Regions from separate parts of the Arachis hypogaea genome. Here region 2 is linked to region 1. Evidence: chromatin contacts called from public Hi-C data. All regions are on one chromosome and are shown on one strand. The core of a region is the stretch at or near the end of the contact, and the rest is flanking DNA. Distances in the headings are between cores, read along the strand shown. Region 1 holds the start of LOC112778714 (protein SIEVE ELEMENT OCCLUSION B). Region 2 holds the start of LOC112779407 (low affinity inorganic phosphate transporter 1).

What was found. A called contact is a pair of places that touch in the nucleus more often than the background predicts.
Region 2: a Hi-C map of leaf shows a contact between it and region 1, with 2.0 times the contacts expected there. The contact joins the promoter of LOC112779407 here to the promoter of LOC112778714 in region 1. A contact is called at or near these places in 2 of 8 Hi-C or Micro-C datasets (both in leaf).

The regions. Positions count from the first base shown.
Region 1 is chr19:126,915,647-126,921,117 of arahy.Tifrunner.gnm2.J5K5, reverse strand. LOC112778714 (protein SIEVE ELEMENT OCCLUSION B) reads left to right here and starts at 3,149. Exons shown (of 8, transcript XM_072228044.1): 1 at 3,149-3,413; 2 at 3,535-3,627; 3 at 4,395-4,840. The coding sequence starts at 3,210.
Region 2 is chr19:127,296,665-127,302,135 of arahy.Tifrunner.gnm2.J5K5, reverse strand. It overlaps LOC112779407 (low affinity inorganic phosphate transporter 1), which reads left to right and starts at 2,770. Exons shown (of 2, transcript XM_025823651.3): 1 at 2,770-3,357; 2 at 4,348-5,471. The coding sequence starts at 4,396.

The DNA of each region.
Region 1 (5,471 bases), core at 1,900-4,399:
ATACTACACTGTTAAGTGCTTAAATATTATAATTGTTAGAATCTTTAAATCTCAAATAGTGGTTAGAGTGTTGATATAAGGATAGTAGTGTGTTAGAGTATTCAAATCACAAATGCATGTTGGATAAGTGATTTCGAGAGTTTAATAGAATTCTTATTAAAGTATTTTTCGATTAAAAGTACCTGTTTATGGTGATTGCTGTTTTATAAAGTGTTATGATTATAAGAGAATTTTTTCAATGTCATACTGCTCCACCGATGTATCACGAGCATGAGGAGGCAGTATGGTATGCCGTTAGACGATAGGATCATGTCGTATCTCCAGATTGCTGGGCTGGCCCATCTTGCGAGGTTCAACGACATATGTGCCGTACAAATGGGTCCCGTCAACACTAACTAGAGGCTTGCAATGTCAGAATGTCTCGATACACAATGGGAATGTCCAAAAGAGACGGTGGAAATAAGTGCACGGCTCATCGACTTGGCCACTTAGTCACACAGGAATCGTCCTCAACACTGCAACACTACCCGACATCATCATCTATACCCCTAACACCCATCGCGGTAACTCATTATATGACTCTTTCCAGTCTCCGTAAATCTGAGCCATGGCTTTTTGCTTAGCCATCCAAACCCTCCTGTAAGTCGGTCGAAAACCAAAATAGGCCTCTGTCATATTCTGCAGTACCTTGATTGACATGGCAAGCATCGGCTCTAATCATAGGCAGTATGAAGGCCGAAATCACATGATAATCAAGCCTCCTATGATCGCTGGATATGAAAGTGGCTAGAAAAGTATGCAGTCCATTGTACCATTTTACCTCCCATATACCTCTGCGTTGGCAGAGACTAATACGAATCAACCATATGCACCCCTTGCCGAATTTCTTACACTTCCCGTGGTACTTGTGATAATCGGATTCCAACACTTTATACTTAACCCCCACTTCGGATGCTATAAGTCTTCACGCTCAGCACGGTCTCCTCTTTATCCTGAAACTGTTGACTAACTTGGAACTCAACTACTCCTCCTGTATCCTGTGTGTCTGTGGTCCCAAATCCGACAGGCGCGCCAAGTACCCCCTGCTGTCTCATGGCATCCAAGTCCAAGGTTAAAAAGTGCGAGGGGGTATTGCGGAGTTTCTGAACTAGCCGCTGCACCACCCTCAGCTGGAGTACTCGTCGCTAGCTCATCATCGCTATCATCGGCAATGGTGGCGGGCTCCACATCATCATCATTCTCATCCTAAAATACATCTTCCACACTATCTGGTGCTCTACCCTGTCGGGATTCCGGTACCACATCAGGAATGCCAGTCATCGGAATTGCAACGTCACCAAAGGGTCTAGTGTCACCCACTTCTCTGTCATAAGCGCGATTTAGATTAGCGGCGAAGGATGGGAAGGCAACCAAAGCTACCTCAGGCTCAATCATGGGTAAAGATGAAGAGGCACCAACCAGCCTCGAACTAGAGCAGGCTGCCGTGGCTGAAGGCTGAGGATTATGGTTAGAACCTCCTGAACTAGAGACTACATCCACAAGCTTGGCCAACAGCTTAGGGGTTCTCACCTCTGGGAATTGCCAACAATAATGGAACAGTACTTGCAGATCTTCGTAGCTGCCTATGGCGAACGAATCGTATTTCACATCATCCCGCACAACGAAAATCGAAATTCTGTAGAATAACTTATCTACCCGTTTAATGCCTTGCAATCCCAATTTTCGGATTATAGTATTCTGAAACTCGGTGAAACTTGTTAAAGGTTTGAGGAAAACACTAAGCGGATCCTTATCAGTAAACTTAATTTCAAAACGCATTTTTTAATCGATCCTCTATACTACACCAAAACTAAAAAACTCTCATCACTAGCCATTGAATATCACTATGATGAGAAATTCACGTTCAACATCTATTTATATACATTTGGTCTCTAGTAAATCGAATTAGCTTACATCCATTTACATGTGTTGCTCAATACACAGTAAATCGACTTGCACTGTGTCGATTTATTTATGGATATTACGACCATGGTATATCAAATTGTGCTGGTTCGATTTACTAGGAACCCTAACCATGTATGCATAAATCGAATGAAATTGATTCGATTTGCATGAAACTCTACTAAATTGAATATGCCTATTTTGATTTACATAATTACATGCTTTGAGAAATTCATATACCATTTTTTACTTTGGGTGATTTGGATAAATTTTATTCACAGTTAGTTTATATAAGCCATTTGCCCTAAAAAAAAATGAATGCACTTCTCTTATTAATTCCCCCTCCTCTCTCACTCTCTCAAATATTCCTATGATATTCATGCACAATTTTACGTTAGCACAATTTAACATTTTTCTTGTGGTAATGTGCTACAGTGCTAGTCGTTAATGCAATTGTACAGGTTCAATTTTACTAGGTTTTGAGTTTGGTATATCATTTGGATGTTATCTTTGTTACTGCTTCATGAATTTCTTATCATGAAATAAATGAACTTATTTGCATGCAATGGTTGATCACAAGAAAAGTCCTTTTTTTTTTCGGTTTTTCATCATCATCAATTACCGGTACAGTACTACTCTTTTTTTTTTATGATAATTTTTAATTTGGTAGGTCAAAAATTAATTTTATCCAAATTTAAATTCTATTTAAAATTTTATCATTGACCATTGAATTATTGCATATATAAAACAGAATTTGAATTATCAATATTTATTTAATCAAATTAGTGAAGTAACTACTAAACCAACTAAGTTGGTTTGGTACAATAGTAATCTTATTACAGTATTTTATTTACCTATTTATAAGACTCAATCAATTTTATTTTTTTTAAAGGTAGAATACACTCCAATCAAATATTTTAAAGAGAAATATTACATGCATCATTTTTTAATATATTTCTCTTGTATACTTTTCATTTTTTATATTTAAAATGATTCATGAGAAGTGGAAAAAGATAATAATTTTTTTATATCATTAAAAAAAACTTGTACATAAAATATGGTGCAACCATCATTTTCCTATTTTAAATGATATATATAGAAGTTTTTTATAATGACTACTTATAAAAGTTAAATCCATAAAATATTCCATATCCTTTTTCATTCAGTCATTTTCTATGATATAAATAAGGAAGAACAAGGAAACTTGGTGCACCACCAACAAGCTTTAGATTTCTTGTAAGTTTTGTAAGAATAGAAATAGGATAATAATGGTTCATAAGTTGTCACTGAAGTCCCTACTCCAGACAGCGGATAGGGAGCATAATCCATTAGCCATGTCTGACGAGCAGATCTTGGAGCAAATATACTCAACACATGTTCATAGTGACACTAAGTTTGATGTGGATTCTCTCTTCACTCTTGTTTACACTACCCTTAGGCGTTCAACTTCCATTGTTGATAATTTTTTTGAGGTAATTAAACCCCATATCTCTCAATAATGTATCGATCTTTTTCAACAAAAAAAAAGTAACTAATAGAATTATTCTTAACCTTCTTATAGCTATTAATATGCACATGTCATGAATCTTGCAGGGTTCTAAATCGATGATGGAACATATAGACGACAAGATGCCCCTAGCCAATTTTAGTTCACCTCATTGCACACTCAAGCAAATCTATTTCGAGGTCATTCATTAATAAATCCATTATTATTATTATTGTTCAATAGCGTATATATAGTGTATGTGTTTTCTACCTTTTTCTTTTTTTTTTTTTTTTGGTATGCAAATGGATTCCAACAATTAAAAAATTTAATTGACCATGTATATATTTACACGATTGGTGGCAAGACACTAGCACATGAATCTCACAAGATCGGATCGGAGTAGTGTTGAAATTATCAGTAAAAAAAATTCTATAGTTAATATGATAAGTGAATTTTTGAAACGGTTATGCTAGTAATTATTAAAAAATATAAAATAAGACAAACGGTAATTAAAAAATATGAAATAAAGTAATTTTAAATTGATCTAATTATGTATTTCAAACATTTTTTCTTCAACTAACATTATAAATTGATCCAATTGTTGTGAAAATAATCTTTTTCAGATATTTGTCACTATTAACAAGGATTTATAGTCACAAGAATTGAGACATGTGCTAACAAAATAATATTACAGCATATATTGCGACAAAAAAATTATCTTTTTCGAAAAATATTAGGGCAACGATCAATGTCGCAGTTGAAGACTGTATTCTCCAAAATAATTGTCGCTACAATATACTAAATTATGCTGACAACCGTAATGACTATTCACCAATCACCAGCATAGTTAATTAGTTCTATGCCGACAATTTTTATGGCAGACATAACATATTTATAGTACAAGTTCAAAGGATTATATAATTAAGTTTGGAAGTTGAGAACTAATAGTGATTAATTATGATGGCAGATGTGTTGCAAGCCTCCAGGTGAGGAAACAGCTCACAAAACGGCACTGGTGATACTAAACAAGCTCTCAAACTATGAGTGGGATGCAAAGGCAGTGATCACACTGGCCGCATTCGCCCTCGAGTACGGTGACTTTTGGCTGTTGGCTCACCATCAGCCAACAGACCTTTTGGCCAAATCAGTGGCGGTACTCAAGAGAGTGCCGTTACTGACTCGGCCAGAATACGTGCAGAAGCACCGGCAGGCCATCATTGAGGTCAACAATCTCGTGAAAGCGACATTGCAAGTGATCGAGTTGATATTCGAGTTGGAGAAGTTTTCCTCTTATGACACTAAAGATGTGCCTGCTTTGGTGCCTGCTAGAGAGCACATCCCTGTTGATGTATACTGGGCTATCATCACTGTTGTCACTATTGTTAGTCAGATTGATTGTCTCACCACCCAATCGTAAGTTGTGTTCTTAATTAATAACATTGAATTCCAAGAAAATTATTAGTTTAGTTTAGAGTGATATTATCAACATCCAAAAATAAATGTTAACTAGTGTTTTATCCGTAATAACATTACGATTACGGAAATATAAATTTTTTAAAATTACGTCGATTTCGTCCTCACGTTATAGATTATGATACAAAAATTTATAAAATCAAACTATTTTTATAAAAAGGTCATAAGAGACAAAAATTTTCGACGCCTAAGAAGATCAGGATTTTCATAGATAAAAGAAATTAAATACTAAACATTTTAATTATTATTTTTATATGAAAGAGTTTAATTTTTTTATTAATAATTAATTTTAACATTTATTATCTAAAACGAAAAGAATTTCATGTGTATACTTTTACAATCGATTAGATATTAAATTTATTGCACAAATAAAATAATTAATTTTTATACTTGTTATTTAAAAATAATTTTTTTATTTATATAAAAATATAATTACATATTAGTATAAAAAAATTTATATTGATAGTTATAAAATTAACTCAAAATTTAATTTTTTTAAACAATTAAATCTTGATTCTAATTATTAATCACAATATTAATATTCTCTCTAAATTATATGAAATCAATAGTT
Region 2 (5,471 bases), core at 1,521-4,020, 380 kb before region 1:
CAGAATAATTGAATAAAAGTGAGTTGGATTGAATTTTGAAAAAAAGTTTTTTTAATCCTTTTTATAAAGTTTTTTAATAAAAACAATAATTAATTTTATAATTATATATATAAAAATATAAGGATTAATTCTTAAAAATAATTTCTTAAAATTTTGTTTTCGTAAAAGGATAACATATTACTTATTTGAATTAAAAGGGTTTTTTAGATAAAAATAATTTATCCTGGAAATGGTACTTTAGAAAAAATATAAGTCGATTACTACTTTGTTTATTTCACATCATTTTCAATGCTTAAGTTTTTTTCTCATGATATTTTATTACTTAGCTTCTCATGTTTTTTCAACAAAAGAAAATAACTTAAAAATCATAGTGTAGACTAAGTTTTTTTTTTTTCGGTTTCATTTTATTCTGTATTATTTTTTATTTCAAAAATACTATCTACATACTAAAATAAATTATATATTTATGTATAAATATATGTAATTTAATTTATTTTAAGATATATTTTGTATTTTAATATTAATATGTATGTTATCTCGGTAAATAATTTTAATGATTATTTTTAATATATATTTAATATGATTATTTTTATTTTCATTCTTGTTACATTAGATTCAAATCGTTTTGATAATTATTATGTAAATAATATTGTTATGGTCAACTTAAAAGCCGTGTTTGTGAAAATTTTAATCAAACAATATGATCGAATTATAACTTTATTCAAAAGTAGTTTTGCTCTTTTAAATTTAAAAATTGTCTAAACAAAATTTATAAAAAAAATGAATTGAAAATACGATATTGTCATCCTCCTCTTATTCTCACTTTCCAATTGTCTAAACTTACATAATAATGTTTAACAAATGTTTAATATATCCTAGCTAGCGAGTGAAATTTAGCATTCTAAAATTATTAGCTTGATCATTATTGTTGCTCGAGACCAGTGATGGATCCAAAAAATTTTGACAGTGGGAACAAAATATATATATAACATAATAATAATAATAATTTAAGTTTAGCTAATATGTATCTTAAAGAGACATAACAAACTTATTATTAGTAGAATATTTTAAATTTTTTTATTTGATAACTGTAAAATAAATACATTAAAAACTTAAATTTTATATATTTCTAACAAAAATATTTTTAATTTGTAATCTTATAATATGTGCCTTTAGGACACAAGATAAATAAACTCTAACAATTTTTATAATAAAAATATTATATTGCATAAAAATCAACTATAAAATTATTCATTAACCATTATGTATTTGTGTATAAATATATTTATTGTTTAATTTATTTTCAATATATATTTTATATTTCAATATGTATTTTATACAGATAGTTACTTTTTATGTACATATAGCATAATTATTGTTATAATTAAATTTTATTATTATAAAATATTATTAGTCTTCAAAATATATAATTTATAAATTAAAATATTAAAATAATAATTTAAATAATAATATATAATTTATAATTCTATTTTTTAGGTTTCATATTTTTAAAAAAACTGAATAATTTTTTTTAAACAATACAATCGAACTGTCTCTTATATATATATATATATATATATATATATATATATATATATATATATATATCACCAAACAGTTATTAAAAATTCACTTCTCATACAATTAAAAGTCAACTCTTATTAATATTTATAGTTAAAAAAATTTTTTTAATTAATGTAGTTGCTACAGAAAAAATTAAAATTAATTTTAAAAAAAGATAAATAATATCATTTGAGTTTATTTTTAAGAAAGAACACTAATTTTATTTAAATTGAGAATTGATCATTCTAATAAACATCTAATATAAAATTCTTAAACTGACTATTAAGTACTAAAAGTTGAGTAAAAAATTATTGTAAAGTCAAATTTAATAATTTAATAAAGACAAATAAATATTATTATCGTATACTCCTTAAAAAATTTTCAAATTATAGTCGAGACTTATTATATCCGAATAAGTTACCTAGAAAAGCTGTTAGAATAAAAAGAGTGAACATAATTTTCAAGCTTAATGATGAGCGGCAATTTGATTAAGAAAATGGAGGAAGAATCGAAGACACACAAAACTGAGAAAGATGGCGTTGAGGACAGTGCAAAGGGTTGAATATTTAAATGAAAGGGTTGACTTGGAGAATGAATGCCAGCTGGCTGACCAATGGGCTTTCGATACCCGCAGTAGCGCCGTTACGGGCTTACGGTATATATACATATGCACATACTCATCCTCTATATATAGTATTAAAATATTAAATCACATAGTAAAATAAAAAAGTAATTATTCTTAAATTAAAATAATAAAATATATATTTTATAAAAATTATAAAATTAATAATAATTAAATTTTTACTTTATCACATTATTAATTTATTTATTTTAGAGGATCTAACTTGCTTCTAAAATATTATTTTAGGATTCAATTTGATTCTCAATAAGCATTAAACAATGCATGTATCAAGATTATTTAAGCATATATAGTGTGTTATTTAATAAAAAATCTTTAAAATTTTTCATAACCTAAATAGTAACTCTTTAAATATATTGGTATATTAATAAGTACTAATGCGCTTATTAATTTATTTTTTATGTATCAAATATAAAAATAATAATAAAAATAAAATTAATTAAAATAATTAGTTATTTATAACTTAAGTAAAAACTTATGAATGGATACCGTTGCCCGTTGGTCAATACTCAATATGGTCACCCATTACTGCTCGTAAATACGTTACCGCGTTACCTATTAAAGAAAAGAAAAGAAATTGTTTGCAACATTAAATGAACAAGATCCATAGCTGTCTGAGGCATTTGCTAAAACCAATGAGATGCCAAGATCAACACCTTACAGATAGGAATAGAGCCATTCCGTTGCATGTGTGATGTTCCTATGCTTAATGCTTAATTATAATCAATAATTAACAATGATGAGCAATTAAATGACGTGGATATACCGTATGACAAAACTAAAAAAGTGTTGGTAGTTTATGCAACTTGATTACTTGATAGAACAAAAACAAAAACAAAGGGTTGTAAAGAGGGGGGAAGAAAGAAACACATGAAGGAAGCAAGGAAGCAATTTGTGAGAGCGTTGACTTCAACACAAATAATGTGAACTCAAAATAAAAAGTCGTGTGAGAAAATGAAGCATATACTTGAGATACCAGCGTTGATTCTGGACTCTTGCTGGGAGTGTATGACTCTCCTCTTATCTTATCTCTATATATATTATTAGTTTCCTTCAAAACCTCTTCCATCCCCAACATAGCTAGGCTTAGCTTATCAGCTTATGCTTCTCTCTACTCTCTACTCCTTCAGCACAATTTTAGACAAGAATTGAAGGTAATCTTTCTAACCTTCTCTTCTCTCTCTATCTCTCTCTATATGTGTAAAGGTGTGGCCTTTTTCTGACTGGTGAGTAGTATTAGTGGGAGGCCCACTTTTTTTAGCACTAAAAGTGAAGCACTTGTTTCTAGATTTTATTATAATATATCATTTCACCTTTTTCCACCATTCAAAATCAACCAACTGTTTTTTTATTATGCTCCAAGCGACTCTAATTTCTGCACTTGATTATTGTGTTTAACACAAACTGTTTTCATATTTGAGGCCAGAATATAACTTTCCATAACAAAATAGAGGGAAACAATGTTCTTGCTTTTCTATATAGGATGATTTCCTATACCTTCATGTGTCCTTTACAATATTCAATTTCTGGATAATTTTTTCAGCTTCCTCATGCTTCTGATCTTGTTAGTCTTTGTTCAATATAGGTCACTCATTAGATTCATATTCCTTATCTGCAAAATTGGCCCTCTCTCTGTTTTCCTCTCTTTATTGTTTTTGTTTTGTTATGGATTTGGTAGGGACAAGAAGACAGGAATTTTTTTCTTTTTTGTGAGGTCATAGAATTGAGGAAAATGTTATTACTCTCTTAACTGTCTTCTACGAAGTTTTCGTTTTCATGGTGTATACTCAAGTTGACTTGAATGCCACCTGTTTTTCTAAAAGTGGTTGGAAACTTAGAACCTTTTTGTGAACATGTATAGGACCGGCTTTGCAAAATATCATTTTAGACTTTTCAACTTTGTGCTGCTGTTGACTATGAATAATATAATATACGCTTTTCTCTCCCAATTTATGATATTTTGTTTTTTAATACCAAAGTGAAGGGTAGTTTACCAATTCATTGCATCAGCATAAGAGTGATGAATGATCTACATCAGCTTCATTTTTTTAACCAACACTATAACATGTGATTCTTGCATATAACCTGTTTGATAAAGTGTCTAAAAGAAAATTGAACTTGCATCATTTTTCTCTCTTCTGCAGGAAACTTTGTAATTACATTTTGGGGAGTATCCAGAATCAGAATTAGAGATGGCAGGGCAACAATTAGGAGTGCTGAATGCACTCGATGTTGCAAAGACACAGTGGTACCATTTCACAGCAATTGTGATTGCTGGCATGGGATTTTTCACAGATGCCTATGATCTTTTCTGCATCTCCCTTGTCACCAAGTTGCTTGGGAGGATATACTACACAGATATAAAAGATCCAAAGCCTGGTGTTCTGCCTCCAAATGTTCAAGCTGCTGTGACAGGTGTCGCGCTATGTGGCACTCTAGCAGGCCAGCTTTTCTTTGGTTGGCTTGGTGACAAGATGGGAAGGAAGAGGGTCTATGGACTAACCCTCATGCTCATGGTGGTTTGTTCCATTGCCTCTGGCCTCTCTTTCGGATCTAGCGCGAAGGGTGTTATAGCAACCCTTTGTTTCTTCAGGTTCTGGCTTGGCTTTGGGATTGGTGGCGACTACCCTCTTTCGGCTACAATCATGTCTGAGTATGCCAATAAGAAGACAAGAGGAGCCTTCATTGCTGCGGTGTTTGCTATGCAAGGATTTGGGATCCTTGCTGGTGGAATTGTGGCCTTGATTGTCTCATCTTCATTTGACCATCACTACAAGGTCCCTACTTATAAAGAAAATCCACAAGCATCATTGGTGCTGCCTGCATTTGATTATGTTTGGCGCATCATCTTGATGTTTGGTGCTGTGCCGGCTGCTCTGACTTACTACTGGCGTATGAAGATGCCTGAGACGGCTCGTTACACAGCTCTTGTTGCCAAGAATGCTAAACAAGCCGCCTCGGACATGTCCAAGGTGCTACAAGTTGATCTTGAAGCTGAGGAGGAGAAGGTGAAAGAAATTACAGAGAGTCAAACCCAAAAGTTTGGCTTGTTCAGCAAGGAATTTGCCAAGCGCCACGGCTTGCACTTGTTGGGAACCACAACCACTTGGTTCTTGTTGGACATTGCTTTCTACAGTCAGAATCTATTCCAGAAGGACATTTTCAGTGCCATTGGATGGATCCCACCTTCCCAAAATATGAACGCAATCCATGAGGTTTATAGAATTGCAAGAGCACAAACACTCATTGCACTATGCAGTACTGTACC